Regions from separate parts of the Oncorhynchus mykiss genome. Here all the other regions are linked to region 1. The links are chromatin contacts, called in public Hi-C maps. All regions are on one chromosome and are shown on one strand. The core of a region is the stretch at or near the end of the contact, and the rest is flanking DNA. Distances in the headings are between cores, read along the strand shown.

The links. Hi-C and Micro-C count contacts between places; a contact is called where the count stands out from the background.
Region 2: a Hi-C map of liver shows a contact between it and region 1, with 5 times the contacts expected there. The contact joins the promoter of LOC110488911 here to the promoter of LOC110488909 in region 1. A contact is called at or near these places in 2 of 3 Hi-C or Micro-C datasets (blood and liver).
Region 3: a contact with region 1 is called in a Hi-C map of liver, with 3 times the contacts expected there. The contact joins the promoter of LOC110488912 here to the promoter of LOC110488909 in region 1. A contact is called at or near these places in 2 of 3 Hi-C or Micro-C datasets (blood and liver).

What each region holds. Positions count from the first base shown.
Region 1 is chr14:15,886,151-15,889,735 of USDA_OmykA_1.1, forward strand. It overlaps LOC110488909 (calnexin), which reads right to left and starts at 2,196. Exons shown (of 14, transcript XM_036943036.1): 1 at 2,046-2,196. LOC110488910 (alpha-1,3-mannosyl-glycoprotein 4-beta-N-acetylglucosaminyltransferase B) reads right to left here. Exons shown (of 15, transcript XM_036943038.1): 15 at 3,258-3,585.
Region 2 is chr14:16,052,401-16,055,897 of USDA_OmykA_1.1, forward strand. LOC110488911 (sequestosome-1) reads left to right here and starts at 1,456. Exons shown (of 7, transcript XM_021561371.2): 1 at 1,456-1,765; 2 at 2,853-2,948. The coding sequence starts at 1,597. All of the region lies in intron 1 of LOC110488910 (alpha-1,3-mannosyl-glycoprotein 4-beta-N-acetylglucosaminyltransferase B), which reads right to left.
Region 3 is chr14:16,112,509-16,115,962 of USDA_OmykA_1.1, forward strand. It overlaps LOC110488912 (TBC1 domain family member 9B), which reads right to left and starts at 1,673. Exons shown (of 21, transcript XM_036943043.1): 1 at 1,380-1,673. The coding sequence starts at 1,403.

The sequences.
Region 1 (3,585 bases), core at 946-3,445:
ACTGTGCTTTCACAGAGTGTCCTCTCATGGATAAGAAACATGCAGCATCTGATACTGGAAAGCCAACTCTGTGCTGTGAAGCCTTGTCTAGGTCATACTGTAAGGATCTGGGAAGGGGTGCGCCCTGGGTTAAAGCAGATAAGATAAGGACCCAAAGCCCCCCCCCCCCGTGCCTTGACCATCTCAAAAAAGATATTGCAAGATGTAAGAAGATTATGTAAAAGCTAATATTATATTTTAAAGCATGTGTATCAGTCTATTGTGCCATTCAACATTAGTTACTAAATTGAGTGGATTTAAAATGCAATTATCTTCTTAATGTCCAATCTTAAAACATAACAGATCTGTTTTAAATATTACCCACCAGAGAACTGAGAAGTTATTATTTAACAAGGTTAAACAACAAATGTCCAACTTCCTATGCCCATTCAAATAAATTATTTATATAGAATACCAACTACATTTCTCACAATAGCTAACCATTCAATAAGACACACCAATTCTAGCTTTGGGAAACATCGGGAGTCTGTATTGGTTGGACACCCTGAGTTCTGCATCCTTCTGGTGGGTGGCGACGGAAAATAACCCTATCACAATATAGCCGGCTTCACCCCCCAAAAACTTTTCCTGTCAATAAAGGCATACGTAAAATCTCTAGGAACTCGATTTACCAGATATAAAGTGAAGTGTTCCTCGCTATCAAATAAGCGCCCGAATCCAATTGTTCTCCGAACTGCACCATATTCCTGCAATTAGACCAAGCACTACACACACACAGCAGGAATATGGTGCAGTTCAGACAAAAGTTGGATTCAGACATTTATTTCATAGCGAGGTTAACATTTCACTTTACATCTTGTAAATCCAGTTCCTAGAAATTATACATGTGCCTTGGTGGCAGAAAATAAATTGGGGGGGGGGGGGGGGGGGGGGGGGGGTGAAGCTGGCCATGTTGTGATATGGTTATTTTTGGTCGCCAGCCACCAGATCTATGCACAACTCAGGGAGTCCAACCAATACAAAGACTTCTGATGTGTCCCAAAGCTAACCAATTCCGTTAGATAAGCAAACTGTAAAAGCCACATTTCCAAGAGGGCGCTGTATGACCTCTATCTAGCCGTTGCACTTTCTGGTTTCATTCAGTGGCGGAAGTGGGTTTGTAAAACTGGTCAGACTTCTAAGTGCTTTGCCAGTAATACCCGTTTCCATGGTAGAACAGGGGTAACAAGGTTTTCCTATAAAACACGGAGCAATTCCTATAAGCAGGCTTCATGTAGCTCCTAAGGAAAATGATTTCATATAATATTATCTGTAGCTAGCTATAGTACTCATCTTGATAACCCCCTTTTGAAGGGAGTATGCTAATGTTACCCACTATATCCAACACAGGAAACGCGATTACAATGACCACACGAAAAATGACATAGCTACATAGTTAGGGCAGAATGCTTATCATGAGTCCATTCATTTACTTGTGTACGATATTTAATTAAATAGCCATATATTGGTTTCGCACCATGACACACACTGCTGCATCATCACCACTTTTTTTTTTTACTGATTTCTAGTGTTAGTCAACTACAATATAGTTTGTGAAAATGTCGGAACGTTATTGTAACAAAGAGGCAATATTTGTCCATTTTCCTTGCTTTAACTCGAGGCTGGTATCGCTTGCTATCCACGTTCGATGCCTCCCATGTAGCCAAGTTAGGTAACGTTAGCCTGTCCAACTTGTCTTACACAAAATGTCTGCAAAATGAACACACGAGCAAAGTGTGCAACTGACGATGTTACATGACAATAAACGGAACAATTACATTAATGTGTTATCTTAATTGCTAACTAGGCTAAATTAGCTTGCTAGCTGGACGTCAGCTAGCCAGTCTATGCTAAGACCACGCATGGGTTCTTGATCTTATTCAGTATTGCAATTAAACGATACTGGCCTGTATGTAAACAGCTGAACATCCTATATCAATTTTGACTGACATTATAATTTAGCGACTTATGTTTGTAAGAAGTGATATTTGTTCGTCATTACTTACCTCCTGATTCCGATGTGACCACTTGGAACTACAGCCGGATCACGTGTGGCTTTGGGGCACGCATACTGGATTAGTAGCTCCACCTTCTCCACTTGCTGATTGGTTGCCAACATGAAAATGTTGATATTTTCCGGGAATTATAGGAATTTGATTGCTTGTACTACACGCTCATCACAATGAATGGTCTCCGCCCCCAATCTCAACCTCGTGGACGGCGATGATTTGTCCAGCTCTAAGAGGAAATGCATGCCGATTGGTTATAGTCAGACAAGGCTCAAATATAAATTTGCAGCAGCGAAAATGATTGATGATTGTTGTAGTTTATGATCAATTAATGATTTATGTACTTTGTGAAGTTCGAATAAAATAGTAAAACTCTTCACATATTAATTTATCAACTAAAGCGCCGATGTGATCATTCTGAATGTGAGGTTTATTGAATATGGTGTAGGTTCATTCAATAATGTACAATATAATTACATCCCTGTTGATAGATGCATTCATTTGGATATAGTTCTTTTTTTCTGATCATAAACAACAACAAATGCTAATTTGCATGCCCCCATCCTGGTCAAATTTGGGGGTGTTTGAACCCCATAATAATGGACTTGATTTATGTAGTGCTTTTACATGTGCTCAAAGCGCTTTATGTTGTATGGATGATCATGTTTGAAAATGAATGCTGTGTTCTATACACCCTATTTTCTGAAGTGCCCTGACTGTATGCTGCTAAATGAAAATATCAAATAGCCTACCCTACAATATTATCACAAAACCTTATGGCCTAGAGATGCATTCAATCCGACCTGCGGAAGGAACTATAGCTCAATGGACATTTCTAAAAGTACTTTCCGATTGAGCCGACATAGTTCATGCAACGTTTACAGTAAATGTAGACATTGGCTTTCAAAGTTGAATTGCAGAAAACGGGCACTCCAATTCTATCTAGCCCAAATGTCATAGCTACACATAGGCCTACTCACTTGCATTCTACCGAGCACCAAAGCCTATGGTGTCAAAATATCAATGGGACTTTGCAGTCACATGGTCCATTAATGAAATATTCAAGGAATGTGACCCATGTACATGTGATTTGGTACCAGAAAAGTAGCGTAGCCTACCTTTCACAAAAGCAGACTAATTCACACGAGATTACTCAGATTTTTATTGAATTGACCAGAGCAAATAACTTGAAACAAAAACAAACCCATGTCAATTGAAATTCCGTCTTTATTACAATTCACAGAATGGATAGATAACATCATTAAATATAGTTTATCTAAATTATACAAAATACAACATATAATAGCAATGCATTCCAGTGCACCTTACAAGAAAATAAAACTCTTTCTCCTCCTTAGCTCATTGGGTACAGTTCAGATTTTTCTATCCGTAGCCCTACGTTGACTTAATGCACCCATGCACCTGCTACTGTATAGTGGCCATACCGATAGCAACGAAGGGGCTCTTAAAACAGCTTGTTTACTGGAGTGCACACCCCAATAAATGGAAAACAAGTTTAGGTCAGTTGTTGCTGAGA
Region 2 (3,497 bases), core at 206-2,705, 170 kb after region 1:
CATCAAGGCAAAGGGTGGCTACTTTGAAGAATCTCAAATATAAAATATATTTTGATTCGCTTAACACTTTTTTTGGTTACTACATGATTCCATATGTGTTATTTCATAGTTTTGATGTCTTCACTATTATTCTACAATGTAGAATAATAGTAAAACATAAAGAAAAACCCTTTCATGAGTAGGTGTGTCCAAACTTTTGACTGGTACTGTATATTGAAAAATAATAAATAAAGTGACCTATTATGAAACATATTGTATCTCATGTCTTGTTTAAGGCCATGGAACCAACATGTTTCACTCATGATGACTGCAAGAATGCTTAGTCAAAGTAGACCAACAAGGCTAGGACAGTCTTTCGTATATGTCTATAGGCACTAAAACAAGGTGCATGGTGATGTAGTTGTATTATGGACTTTGTATTAGCCTATACCCCTATAACTTAGAATTCTGCTATACAGAAGTAGGTAACTCGTGAACTAATGGAATCTGTCCCTCTCACTACTATAGGCCTAGTGCTATTAAGACTAATAATAAAATAGTAATAGAATAGATCGAGGCTATGGGGATTTTTTTATCGAGAAAATCAGGCTTCAATACAAGCCCCTCTTCAAATATCACAGTCATCGAGGTCAATGTGTATTTTTTATTTGATTTAACTAGGCAAGTCAAGGTCAATGTTTGAAGTGACTGAAACAGTTCGAGCTAGTGTCGATCAACACTGATCTCACGCGGGGAATTCCGGTACGGAAAGTGCCTTGTCATACCTCGGCCTCTTAACTTCATTCAACCTTTAGCGTCCCACCCATTTGTTTCAATTAGCTTGGAAGCCTTTTGCGCACAACAACAGAAGGAGCAGAGCGTTGTCATTTAGTTAGTGCTATCCGGTATCCTTGTGACATCCCTACCCTAAACCCAACCCTAACCTTAAATCGAGAATCAGCAGTAGAAACAGTAACAAAGCATTTTCCCTTCCCCTGTTTCGCTAAAAAGCTTATGGATAGGGCTTGAGAAATTTAACCACTTACAAATTCATAGACATAGCTTTGGATGCAAGGACTGACCATCCATGATATCAAAATCATAGCCTCAAAACATGGTTAAAACGATGTAGTTTTTGTTTACGTTTACTTTGTATAAAACCAGTTAATTTGGGGTTTTGATGGGGACGGTTGAACTACGGCATTTATTTATAAGTTATATCTTTCAAAATCAATGTGTACATATAATTCATTTAAAAGTCAAAAAGTGGATGGAGCAACGTCTGATTACCCATTTAATCCCTACCCGTACAGTAACCCTTACATTTCTACTTTAATGGAGGGTATGGACGTCCCATTGAGCAAAAATACCACGTACCTTCGCCATTTAGAAACGGTGGACTTCCCCATGAAGCCGCTCCAAGCCCTCGTGATTGGCTAGACAGCTGCATAAATATTACACGTGACGCCATATAAGGTTTATAAACGGAACTGTACCCAGAAAAGCACGACGCACTGACAGCGATCGAGTTTGCAGTGGAACGGGCCTTCAACATTTTAACTGCGCAACAAATATTTCGGAGCGAGTATAGGGCTGAAATTGTGAAAAGAATCAACCATGTCCATGACCGTCAAAGCCTATCTCCTTGGGAAGGAGGATGCGCCGAAAGAAATTCGTCGCATTGCTGTGGACCAAGATGTTTCAACGAGTTTTGAGTATCTGAAAAAAAAGGTTGAGGATGTTTTCTCAACCCTGCGAAATGTCACCTATCAAATGTTTTACAAAGGTAAGCCTATACTAGTGAACCATTTATAGGAATCCACTGTAGTGTCTTCGATTGCGTTTATTATGTTGTCATATCTGAATATTGCTGTTGGGCTGTAATCTTCCATAATATTATCCGCCGCGCGCAGCGCAGTGCGCACTGAACAAACTAGACTACTGATAAATGTCGAAGCATAGACCAGCGTGTCAAAATTGCAATACATTCAATAATCTCCCGACCAAAATAGAGCTCAACAAGACAATTTGTCTTTATGCACCATATTGCACTATATACATCGGATAGAGTTGGTACACAGAGCGTTTTTACAGGCCTACATTTAACATAGCATTTCATGGTGAATGTCAGAGAAATTGAGTGAGCAGGCCCTGTTTCATTTGTCATACATGCGATGTGGTAAATTTAAATCGGTTACCAATTATAGTCTTCATCCTTCAACAGGTGAAGGTTGTTATACTACATTTCTCTAAACTAGCCCTGCCTAAACACCTGGCAGTTCAGTGGACAAAACATCCATTAATTTTAACATGGGATACAGTGAAGGGGGCACTTTTTTTTTATATGCCAATGTTTAGGCTTTTAGGATTGCTAAATGAAGTCTCTTGCCGTAACTTAGCAACACAGTTAATACCAATTTAGCAACACAGGTTAATACCAACTCTATTAGCGCTCTACTCCCAATAAGCCTCCTCAACCCAAGGGAATCAGAGGTGACCTTATTTCATACAGTAATAATATTGACTGGGACCACAACATTTACGTTTTCCATATTGGGCATCAGGGTTGGGGTCAATTAAATTCCAACAGTCACACCAGGTAGTGAATTATACTATTCAATATTAATTGATAAGACTGCATTGATAAAAAAAAAAAAAATGGGGCATTTTCCAAAAAACTAACTTGGAATATGACAATCCTGTTGGTCTTAGCACAACACCTTTTGTATGAACAATATTCCCTAAACTAACCATTGTTCTTCAAATAAAAAAGCTAGTGAGGATAAACTGTGGACAGTTGTCCTTACTTGTGAACTCTGGCAGCTATTATGTAATTATCTGGGTGAGATGTGACCTCTTTATTTTCTACCCAGATGAAGACGGTGACATGATCGCCTTCTCCACTGATGATGAGCTCATCATGGGCCTCACCTGCATCAAGGACTACACCTTCCGCCTCTTCATCAAGGGTGAGTCTTGTGATCAAATGAATAGAATTGTTACTAATGTGTAATGTATGAAGTTAACATTACTGGAATAACTTAGCATTCTCATTGTTACTGACACATTTTAGTTCATAAGTACACCCGCTAGACCCATTGCTGACAGGTGTATAAAATTGAGCACAGTCATGCAATCTCAACAGACAAACAATGGCAGGAGAATGACCATACTGAATAGCTCAGTGACTCAATGTGGCACTGTCATAGGATGCCACCTTTCCAACAAGTCAGTATATCAAATATCTGCCCTGCTAGAGCTGCACAGGTCAATTAAGTGGTGTTATTGTGAAGTGGAAATGTCTAGGAGCAACAACGGCTCAGCAGCAAAGTGGTATGCCACACAAGCTCACAGAACAGGACCGCGGAATGCTGAAGCACATAAGTCGTCTGTCCTCTGCAACATACTGCCGAGTTTCAAACTGCCTTTGGTAGCAATGTCAGCACAAGAACTGTTTGCCGGGAGCTTCATTAAATTGGTTTCCATGGCCGAGCAGCCGCATACAAGCCTAAGATCAC
Region 3 (3,454 bases), core at 423-2,922, 230 kb after region 1:
ATTAAACTGGTTAAAAACATACACCTTTAAAAAAAACGTTAAGGTTGTGAAACTATTCACAAGGTAATTGATGATTAAGAATTCCTAATGATTGCTGTTTTTTTTATTTATTTTAAAAACGTTTGTGTTACTGTTCATTAACATTATTGAACTGGTTTTGATGTCATGTTCCGAGTCTGATAATGTATTACACCCCACTCCTGAACTGGTCTCCTAATTAAAATGGCTTATTCTTGAAATCATAATAAATGTTCTCTCAGTTAATATGGCTGTGTAATGACTTTAATACTATAAGAGTAGACCGTGATTTTGCAAGTGAAGCCTGCCCAATTAAGGCAGCAGCAATACAACATTCCAAAATGGGATTATCAACAGTCCATAATATTGCGTCGCAACTCAATTGTCATTGTCAAATGTGGGTCCCCAAGCAAAACCAGTTGAGAACCACTGCTTTAAACAATGTACATCTGTTGATTGCTAGGCATTCAAATAAGATCATTTATTGATACATTTGAAACGACCTCTGGCTGTGGCCACTACAGGACTAGATTGTAAACAACTCTTTGCGGATTGCATTGCTTGACTGCCATAACGGCCGGTACAGTAGGTACCATAACGTTGGATGCCAACTGGCGATAAAACCCACAGAAGAAGAATAGTCGAGGGCGACAACAGTAGACAGTGTCCTTTAGCAGGTGGGAGTGGAGGACTAACGTTAGCTAGCTTGTCCTTGGGGTCTCCGATACACAATAGGCGGGAGCGACACCTTGTGCTCACATGGCCTGCTCTGTACCAGAGGAACTAGAGGGAACGACGCAGGTAGACAGACAGTGGCCTTCGCCCCCCTGCGGTGCACTGTTTTACGGCAATTCGGTTGATGACAGCGAGCGAAGGTTTTCGTTCATGCAGGAACCAATGGGATGATCGGGAGATGGGGTCGTTTATGATGGACCTAATTGTATGCTGGAGGGGACGTTCCTAAAATGCAGAAATATCTAAATGCAAGAACGCCCCGAATTGCGGTCCGCAATCAAACAGTATTGGGTTGGTTAGGCTGACATAGTTTACTAGCTATATGTACTGTTTAGTAGTGCATGTGAGAAAATGCACATACTTCCAGCAAATAAAACCTATCAACGATGTTAGTTAGTAGTAGCTGCAGACGAAGAAAAAACAACGCGCTAGCTTGGGATCCAGCTCCACTTTACACGTCAACATCAACAGCGAGCCTGCGCGCTAGCTAACGTTACCTTGCTAAAACACCAAGCTTTCTAGATAACGTTAGCTAAATCCCTCATTACATTAGCCAACGCAAATTACATTTTTCATAAACATGAGAGCAATTGTAAACCAAATAATGTTATTGTATAGTTAGTTACCAGTGATGCCCCCTCCTTTGCCATGGCCCTTTCTCCTCTGGAGAATGAAGAAGGGGTTCGCCCTTTCGCTCACCCACAGAGCGTTGGCAAGCAACACCTCCTCTGGAGTTATCCACATTTTGAAAAAGCTTTTTCCAAATTACACACTTATTGTTGGATATTATGGTGCAAAGCGTACGGTAAGCGACTTCACACAAGCATGTTTTGCAGACGTGTTGCCTGCTGTTTTGAGTTCATGTCCGTCTGTGCAGCTGGTTGCTCTGCTGTTGTCTACTCGAAAACGGTTACCACAGCCACAAAGTCCAAAGAGTATATCGTAAAAATTCGTGGAAAAAAACTTTAGGGCTAGCAGTGGTGTGATTAAGGTAGAAATAGGCTGGGATAACTAACCCTCGAAACTGGTCGCTTTCTACTTTTACGTAAACACGTCCACTTAACGTTCATATCATAGTGTACATCGCTGCTTGACGCACTGTATTCATTTAACCTATTTAATCCAATCGTGACCGTAAAAAACGTTTTCAGTTATAAGGCTCTAAAATGTTTATGCATCAATGCATTCACAGCAAGTATTGAAATAATAAAGGGTCTCAATGAAATATGTGCAGTGTCACATGTTAATGTAATTTGTCACATGACCAGAGCTGTTTACTTCCTGGTTGCACCATGAGAAGACGATGGCTGCACCAAAGCTTCCAAACAAAAGGTTAGTAAAGTATGTTAACATAAAGATGGGACAAGGATTTTTGGTACACATCATCTTTAAAGTGTCTAGTATTGATATATGGATTTGCAATTATTCAACTTTGTTCAGTGTGGTCATAGAATGTGTAAACATGTTGACGGCAACAATAGTGACCGGTGAGATAACAGTGCATCTAGGTATACACATAATAGTTCTTGTTCTACCTAACTTTCTACTCTGTTCTTTCTTTTAGTTTCACTTTGAGGCAAGTTCTGGATATGTTGGATCTAGGTGACTGCCCAGACAAGGCATGCAAACATTGCAGTTATCCCTCATAATGAGAAAGATGCTGTCCTCCGTGATTGTGATGGGTCAGATATGGACTATGGACAGGCCATTTGCCAGCCAGGCTGTTGCTGATCCTATGCAAACAGATCATGACAGGAACAACATTATCAGTGATGATGACCTATCCACCCCCCATTGTTGATAATGAAGAGCCAAGGGCCTCTACCTGACCGAGGGGTCAGCCAGAAGAGCCAAGGGAAAAGCTGCAAGTGGTCAAAAATAAAGATTGAGTGTTCAAACGATCAAAGATGCCTGCCACCGATGTGATTCCAAACCACATAGTATACAGCCCAAATGTGCAAAAGTTTGGCACGAAACCACTGAGCCACGGAAGGAGATCTTTACTGGCTGTTACTGTTGAAGATCAGGCAAGATATGACACAGCTTCTTACTGGCCAATCAACATGATGCACCGGTTCCAGAGATGTCGTCATTGTGACAAACGCACTACCTATGCATGTGAGAAATGCAAAGTGCCACTGTACATTGAGTGCTTCAAGATATACCATGGACAGTAGAAAACGAGATAAGAGTGAATGAAAGAGGGCCGAAAAAGAAAAATAGAAAAGTGGATAAAGGGTGAGGAGAAGCAATTACAACAGACTCTTGGAAGAAAATAAAAGTAGACGAAAAAGACAATATGACTGAATTGTTTTTTGGAAAAGGTCAATTCGACATACTGTATGACAGGTCTGACTGATCGTAGTTCAAAATAGTGATGCACAAACTAATCATGCACATGGTTCTGAAGCCTACCTCTGTGATATATATATATATATATATATATATATCTATCACAATATGCACTCAATGTGGCGCTTTTTATGTGTGTGTGTGTGTGTATATATATATATATATATATATATATATATATATATATATATATATATATATATATATATATATATTATTTTGTTTAGCATAGGCCTCTACTTGAATGCATATTCTACAGGCTACCTCTATCCTAAATGTTATCTTTATGTTCAGTGGAAATTAATCACACAACTGCTATACAGTTGTTAGTGAGTGTTGCACTAAAATG